Regions from separate parts of the Sus scrofa genome. Here region 2 is linked to region 1. The links are chromatin contacts, called in public HiChIP or PLAC-seq maps. All regions are on one chromosome and are shown on one strand. Each heading gives the region's core, a stretch centred on a gene start, on an enhancer-like site or on the middle of the called end of the contact. The rest is flanking DNA. Distances are from core to core; before and after follow the strand shown.

Region 1 (3,679 bases), core at 651-3,150:
GGAAACGAATCAGAAGCCCCCATCCTGTTCTCTGCAAAACCATCCTAAAGCCTCAGAAATTCAAGAGAAATGCAAAACAGCAAGCGAATTCTCAGAGAAAGACAACATTATATGTCACAAGGATAGGGCTTTTCAGCCACAACCTACAGAAGTGGTATATGATCCAAGGCACGAAGAAGAATTTGACCTTTTCATCAAATCTCAGTACCTGAATCCTTAAAAAGGCAATGTGAAGATATCTAACAGGAGAGGCTTCTGATAGGTAGGGCAGTAAGCATCTGGAATGAATTAGAGCCAGGGAGTGGCATAGGGAGAAAACAGAAAGACCTTCAAGAAAAGCTCAAAAAACCTCGGGAGTAATGAACTCTGCTGTTACTAGGGCTGTTTGGAATCCACTGACTGGTCTTCCCTGTAAAAGCCAGAAAAGGCCATCCAGCTCTCCCACCACACAGCAGGCTTTATGGTCATTACTGGCAACAGGGCTAGGACAGGATGAGCTCCCCGCCTCCTGTGTCCAGTAAAGACAGCGATCCTTTTCCCCTTTCCTCTGTCTTTCTGGCTGGGAAGCATGATAATGAACAAAGCAACAAACCTTACCTCATTCCAGCACACTTGCAAGGCTTCCAAGAGCCAAATTCCAACTGTTTTACTGAGGGTGGCAATGGAACTGACTTCTGCTTATTGAAAATACCATAGACTCCCTTTTTCCTCTAACAACAATTCAATTACTATAGAACTCAAAAATATTTCTAAAAATCTAGCAGTATTTAAAACTTCCTTTTTCTCCATCAATCAGTTGGCCCCAAAGAAACCTTCCTATATCCCACAGGCTCCTTAGACGGAAACAGCTAATTGTGATGCCTAGCAAGAACCCTTATCTTCTTTCCGATACACAGCGCCCTTCCTCCGGCAGAATCCTAAAATAGCAGTTCAGATTAGCATGGCGTTGAGGAGTGGGAGCCTGGCTGAATAACATCAGAATTAATGAGCGGCCGGACCCCAAACAGAGCCACCTGGTGGGCAGGAATCGGGCTGTTTCCTTCAACCAAGTGCCTGCTCCAGGCTATCTCAGCTCCAGCCCGCACCACATTCGCTCTCGGAAGAGGAGGCCCTATTGCCCAGAAAGAAGAGGGCCGGCGCGCAGCGCCCTCACCTTTCAGCAGGTCCGGGTGCACGTAGCCCAGCACGTCGGAGACCCCCAGCTCCTGGCGGGAACAGGTGCCACCGTGGATGTGCAACCAGGCAGGCTCGGCGAGGGCAGTACACAGCGCGGTGATGGACAGGGCACCCGGTAGGGCTGAGGCCAGGCTACGCTCCGGCTGCTTGGGCAAAGCGCTGCCTCCCGGGCTCCTCCGCCGGCGCCCGCCGGGCAGCCCTGCGCCTCCGGGGGCGTACATGCCCGGGGCCGCCCGCCGTAGCTCCGCGGTCGCTGCTGGTCGCCGCCGACCTCCGCGGGGCGCACAGAGCCTGCCTGTCCAGGGGAGGAGAGCAACGCACTGGGTTCGCAGCAGGTAAGGCTGGAGCAAAGCTGTCAGGGTCCATGCTGATGAGGACAGGGGTGGGACAGAGGGCCGAGCTGAGACCCGAGAGCTGCGGGGGTTAGGGAACTGGGACCGGGTCCCTGGAGTGGGACTGCGGAGGTGCGGGATGAGGACCGGGAGAGGGCTAGGGGCCCGCTGCATCTCGGCAGAGCGGAGTAGGGAGAAGGCTGGGACGAAGGTATCCGTTACTGGTGGAAGAGAGTCTTGACCAGAGGGGTCTTGGCCAGAGGGAGTCGAAGCGCGGAGAACTAGCCTGGGCCGCAGGGATCGGGGACCCAGGATCTGGGAACGGCGCTCTGGGGTGCGACCTATACCCAGAAAGGACCCGCCTCTCACTAACTCCTAATCCTTACCAGTCAGCAGGCCTTAAGTGTCTGGATGGCGTCGCTCCGTCCCGTCAAGGGCTCCTCAGCTCTGCGGGGCCGACCGTTCCCAGGCCCCAAACCCGCAACGCCCGGACAGACCCGGGCCCGATCCACTTCCGGCTTCTACACCTCTGCCCCCGCCTCCTCCGGCTCCCCGCCCCGTCCCCCGCGCCAGACACAGCCCGGGCGCGCCGCCGGTCCCCTGCGCAAGGCCTCACGGGACTGGTAGTTCTAGCCGATACCGCGATGTTTTCCGCTGTGGGGACTGGAGAGGGGTGGCTAAGGACCGACTACAACTCCCAGAGGGCAGCGCGGCCGCAGCAGCGGACCCTTTAGTTCCTAAGAGAACCCGCGGCCCTTGGGCGGAAGCAGGTTTGCGTGGTGGGAGCCGCAGTCGGCAGTGCTGTCTCTGCTCACCACTTTCTGCGCCAGGCCGCCATGAAGGACTCGCTGGTGCTGCTTGGCCGTATCCCGGCGCACCCGGACTCCCGCTGCTGGTTCCTGGCCTGGAACCCCGCGGGAACTCTGCTGGCCTCGTGCGGTGGCGATCGTAGCGTCCGCATCTGGGGCAGAGAGGGTAAGGCCGGTCCCGGCTTGCCGCCGAGGGATCTACGTGTGCTTGGTGTGGGTACCATGCTCTGGGAGTGCGCAGCCTGCGGGGCAGCAGATTCAGAAAGGCGGGGTCACTGGCCGAGGGAGAAGATGGAGGAGCCACTTTCGAGTTGGACATTAGCCACTCTCTGGTTTTTCTGGCTAGAAGCAAAGATGTCAGTAGATGGCCGAAATAGGGAATTATGACAGTTTCTGAGGCAGGAAAATGAGAGAAGGTGGTAGGAAAGTAGCCTGCAGAGTATTTTGCGACAGACGATGAAGTTTACATTTTGTCCCAACGGTATTTGAGAGCCATTGACTGTTTAGGGCCGCATCCGAGGCCTATGTAAGTTTCCAGGCTAGGGATCAAATCGGAGCTGCTGCTGCCAGCCTACGCCACAGCCACAGCAACACTGATCTGAACTGCATCTGCAGCCTACACTGCAACAGCGGATCCTTAACCCACTGAATAAGGCCAGGGATCCAACTCGCATCCTCATGGATACTAGTCGTGTTCTTAACCCTGAGCCCCAACAGGAACTCCACCACTGACAGTTTTAAATCAGGAGGGCAACTCCTCATTTGTTTTAGAAAGATGCCTCCTAAGGAAGTGGATTCAGTTACAGCTTTCTGAAAGCATGTTGTTAAATACACCCACTGAACTTTGCCCTCTCAGCTGGGCTCCAATACTGGTCCCCATTACCCAGTGGCATCGTTAGTACTTCAGTATCTTCTTGTGCACCCAGCTCCAGAGCCTGGTCTGCTCTCTGCTTTTAGGCGACAGCTGGATCTGCAAATCTGTCCTCTGTGAAGGCCACCAGCGCACCGTACGGAAGGTGGCCTGGTCTCCCTGTGGAAATTACCTGGCTTCTGCCAGCTTTGATGCCACCACTTGCATTTGGAAGAAAAACAAGGATGACTTTGAGGTAACTGGGTTGGATGGGGCCAGGATTGTTGGAACCTGAACTGACCTGAGTGGGTAAGGCTGTACCCAGGAGGACTGCAGGAGTCTTAGATGACGTTGATTCCTGTCCCTCTTCCCTTTTCACAGTGTGTAACCACTCTAGAAGGCCATGAAAATGAGGTCAAGTCAGTAGCCTGGGCCCCATCTGGCAACCTCCTTGCTACCTGCAGCCGAGATAAGAGTGTGTGGGTCTGGGAAGGTGAGTCCCTCCAGGCACA
Region 2 (3,841 bases), core at 812-3,311, 85 kb before region 1:
GTCACAGCTTATTCCTTGGAGCCCTCAGGCCTCCAAGGGCTCTGGCATGGTGGGGCCAGTGGGAATCCATGGGTGTAGAGTCCAGTTCATTTCTGCCAGAGGACGGAGGAAGAGGGAAGCAGAACAGCCTCCATTCTCCTTCCAGGATGAGGACTGAGGGCCAGCCCTCAAACCCCTAGCAGAAGAGCACCAGGTGAGAAAGTCCAGCATTGCCGTATCCCCAGCGCCTCCACCTGGGGCTTTTCAAACTCCAAGGAAGGGGCCGCTCTCCTTGAGGTGGGGGGTGCAGTGGGGGACTGGGGCCCCAGCTGTCCCCAGGAATCAGGTAGCCCTGTGCTCCTGGGCCCTGGGGGAGCCAACATGGTGGCGCCCAGCCTCAGTGACACAGCACCTGAGTCTCAAACTGCAGCAGCTGCCCCATGAAACTGAAGTTGGGGGAGATGACTCCCCTGCGTTGTTTAACAAAGTCAAAGGCCTCATCTAGACGCACTCGACGGTTCTGTATCAGGTACGCCAGGCAGATGGTGGCGGAGCGTGAGATGCCTGCCTGGCAATGTACTAGCACCCGGCCTCCACTGTTCTTCACCGAATCTGCAAAGGAAATGGGAGAGAGGGGCGTCAGACAGGAAGGTGGGCTGGGCAAGAGACAGGTGCCCCAGCTCCTGCCCCTGGAGCCCCGCTAGGTCCCACGCCAAGGCCTGCCTCTTACCAATGAAGCCGATAGCCTCCTGGAACCAGGCACTGATCTCCACCATCTGGTTGTCCTCCACAGGGATGCTTTTGTAGCGCAGCAGGCCCTCAAAGTGGTTGGGGCAGCTGGCCGAGACATTGAGGACCGCAGTGATGCCACAGGCCTGCAGCCCCTGCAGGTCAGATGAGTGGCTGCAGCTGCCCAGGAACAGGTAGGGCAAGATCTCCACAGGGCCACCCTGGAGAAGAAGAGGCAGAGGCAGCGGTGAGAACTCAGCTCTGGCCTAGAGGGCTGGAGCACCGCGGTGGGTGGTTGTTGGGCATAGACACCGTGGCAAACCGGCCAGGGAAGAGAAACCCTTAGCCAGTCCTAACCGGGAATCAGACATGGGGACACGCAGAGATATACACTCACAGACAGACATTTCCCCCCAAGCCCCCAAATTACGCTGCTCATAGGACAGACACAGACTCTCCGAGATGCTCACGAGCAAGTAAGGCATACACAAAGGTGTTCTCCCCTTTAGGGGTGAGGACACACATACACAGGTGACTGTGGGCATAGACAAACTCCTGCTCCCACAAATGGCAGACTCTTTCCCCAGAGGCGCCTACCCTTGGGGTCAGCGGGACATTGACAAGGAACCCCGATCTCAACTCACCTGGTCATACAAGGGAGCCCTGGGGTCGGGGCGGCTGTTTTCGGGCAGCATTGGCAGGGCGGGGGACTCAGAGCACAGATCGGGGCAGCAGGCCTGGAAGCCATCGAAGCCTCCTGCAAGTTGGATCAGGACACGGTTAGCCGGGAGGGCCCGTCGGGGTTCGGGGACGCGGCAGCCGAGGGCGGGGAACGCTGGCCGGCCGGCACTCACCTGGCAGGAAGTACACAAGGGTGGGCCCGGCGCGGGTCTCGTGCAGGAGCGCGGCGAGCAGAGCGTGGGCTGGACCGTCGGGCGGGAGCTCGGCCACCGAGGCGCTGCCTTCATCCAGCACCACGGCCCGCGCCAGCTCCCCGCGGGCCAGGCGCGCCCGCAGCGCGCGGTCGGGCAGCAGGCAGGCGAGGGCGGAGGCGGGCGAGCCGCTCGCGCGGCGCCGCAGCAGCGCGTTCCAGGGCACCGGCCGTGCGGTGCGCACGTGGCGGCGACAGAAGGCCAAGAAGGGGCGGCAATCGAGCAGCAGCGTGCGCTCGGCCTCCCGCGGCTCCCGCAGGAGCGCGCCCAGCGCCGCGCAGTCCAGCTCGCGCGCCGCCTCCAGCCCCATGTTGTCCGTCTCCCCTCCTCCCTCTCTTCTCCTTCCTCCCTCCCCGTGCGCGCTCCGGGCTCTCGCGGCGGCCGCGCTGCCTGAACCGTCTGTTCCGGGCTCTGACTGCAGTGCCCTGGCTTAAGTAGCTGTGGGCCGGCCTCCCGGGTCACCATACAAGGGCAGAGCAGGAAGGCGCCCGCGCCGCCCCCGCCGTCTCACGCGGGGTGCAGCCTGGGCGGGCCCAGGATTGGAGCGGGCTGGGGGACTGGGACGGGGGCGGGGCGCTGCGGTGGGAGAGGAAGCCCGGGACCAGCACGGAGGGTGTTTCCCCAGACGCCCCCTTCCCACCTAGGCGCCCCAGGGCTCTTCCTGAGCGCCCTAACCCTCTGACCTGACTTCTCGACTTCTCAGATGCACATCCCCCTCCTCAGGGGGCCGTGGTGCCCCTCGCTTCGCTTCCTCTCCCTTCTCCCTCCTCCCTCCCAGGATTTACCTTCTCCTGGGAATCTGTGACAACAAAAGTTTACATCTGTCTGTTGCCACGGGTGGTTTCCACACTGCTGGATGGGGAACCATGTCTTGATGTGCCTCTTCTCTTCTGCTTAAAAGACCCTGGTAGGGAGGGACTCTATTCCCCCACCCCCCATTTCCTGGCTGAGACCAGCCAGGGGTTTTGCAGCTGCTCAGTGGCCAAGCTAGGCCAGAACGTTGTCCTCTGAGCCCAAGACCCTGGCATGGCATGAAGAGGACCCCCAGGGCCTTGGCCTGGAGCGGGCAGGGGAGCCTGTGACGACTTTCCAGTTGGTAGAGCAAGGCTTCCTCCTCTGAAGCCCAGGGAAACTCCAGGGGCCAAGGGTGAAGCACTTCCCCAAGTCACAGGCCAGCTCTGAAGGGGAACTCTGCTGACGCTGCTGGGCTCTCCCTGAGGCCTTGTGGGAATTTCAGGAGCCTCACCAAGGGAAAGAGAGAGAAGAACTACCAGAATCTGCCTCCCCCGCCCTCCCCCGCCACTCCCACTCAGCCCCACCTAGACCTGCAGCAGGGGCCCTGGACGCAGGGACCCAAGCCTGGAGATGAGCAGTAAGACTGGGGGAGCAAGGGAATCCACATCCCTTCAGCCCGCCCCCACCCCTGAGGCGGATGTGGTGAGTCCCAGGTGTGCGTGGGGGTCTGGGCCCCTGGGCTGGGGCTAGAGATGTTGGCAGTTGAACTCTGAAGCAGAGACATTCAGGTCTGTGGGGACAGTACCCTGGAGTGGGAGCGCCCCCACCCCCATCTAGCTGCATGGGATTTCAGAACCCAAACCCCTAGGCCCCTCTCCCTCCCTCCAGTCATTACCCTGGGGCCTAAGGCCCTCCTGGAGACCCAACTAGTATCCATAAGCAGCAGCAGCTCCCATTTGACTCCTAGCCTGGGAACTGGCATACACTACAGGTGCGCCCCTAAAAAGAAAAAAGAAAAAAAAAAAAAAAAGACCCTCCCTATGCTGCAGACTCTTATGTTCAGACTGTCTTTGAGCCCCAAGCCCCAAGCCTTCCCCTTGGCTTGTAAACTCTAAACTCTTCCCAGTGGGGGTGTGTGTGTGTGTGTGTGTGTGTGTGTGTGTGTGTGTGTGTGTTGGAGCATCATCTGTATGCAGTTCCATGATGCTGGAGGCAGAGTTAGTAGTTTGTGTGTACTTCGAGGCAGAGGGAACTTGGGGGGAGAGAAGCCTCAAGGACTCCTGAGATTCCTGGGACCAGGTCACCCTCTTAGGCTTCAGTGTCCCCACCTGTCAGATGGAAGCGACAGTAGACCAGCTGCTCGCCCACACTGGTTCCAGGGCTGTGAGGCTATGCCAGTGCCTGGACATCTCCAGCACCCACCTCTTCCTCCTAGGCCAGTCTGGAGGCTGATGTGGCAAAGCCCA

What was found. HiChIP or PLAC-seq counts read pairs in DNA pulled down with a chosen protein or histone mark.
Region 2: a contact with region 1 is called in an H3K27ac HiChIP or PLAC-seq map of alveolar macrophages. The contact joins the promoter of DUSP2 here to the promoter of CIAO1 in region 1. A contact is called at or near these places in 1 of 5 promoter capture datasets (liver), 9 of 47 Hi-C or Micro-C datasets (alveolar macrophages, blood, embryonic fibroblasts and 5 more) and 2 of 2 datasets of contacts at active chromatin or transcription factors (alveolar macrophages and skeletal muscle).

What each region holds. Positions count from the first base shown.
Region 1 is chr3:46,965,224-46,968,902 of Sscrofa11.1, reverse strand. It overlaps CIAO1 (probable cytosolic iron-sulfur protein assembly protein CIAO1), which reads left to right and starts at 1,900. Exons shown (of 6, transcript XM_013995867.2): 1 at 1,900-2,483; 2 at 3,275-3,423; 3 at 3,549-3,679. The coding sequence starts at 2,345. It overlaps TMEM127 (transmembrane protein 127), which reads right to left and starts at 2,045. Exons shown (of 11, transcript XM_021087100.1): 1 at 1,895-2,045; 2 at 1,154-1,471. The coding sequence starts at 1,397.
Region 2 is chr3:47,050,663-47,054,503 of Sscrofa11.1, reverse strand. It overlaps DUSP2 (dual specificity protein phosphatase 2), which reads right to left and starts at 2,061. Exons shown (of 4, transcript XM_021087101.1): 1 at 1,563-2,061; 2 at 1,353-1,465; 3 at 710-929; 4 at 1-591. The coding sequence starts at 1,950. The coding sequence ends at 377.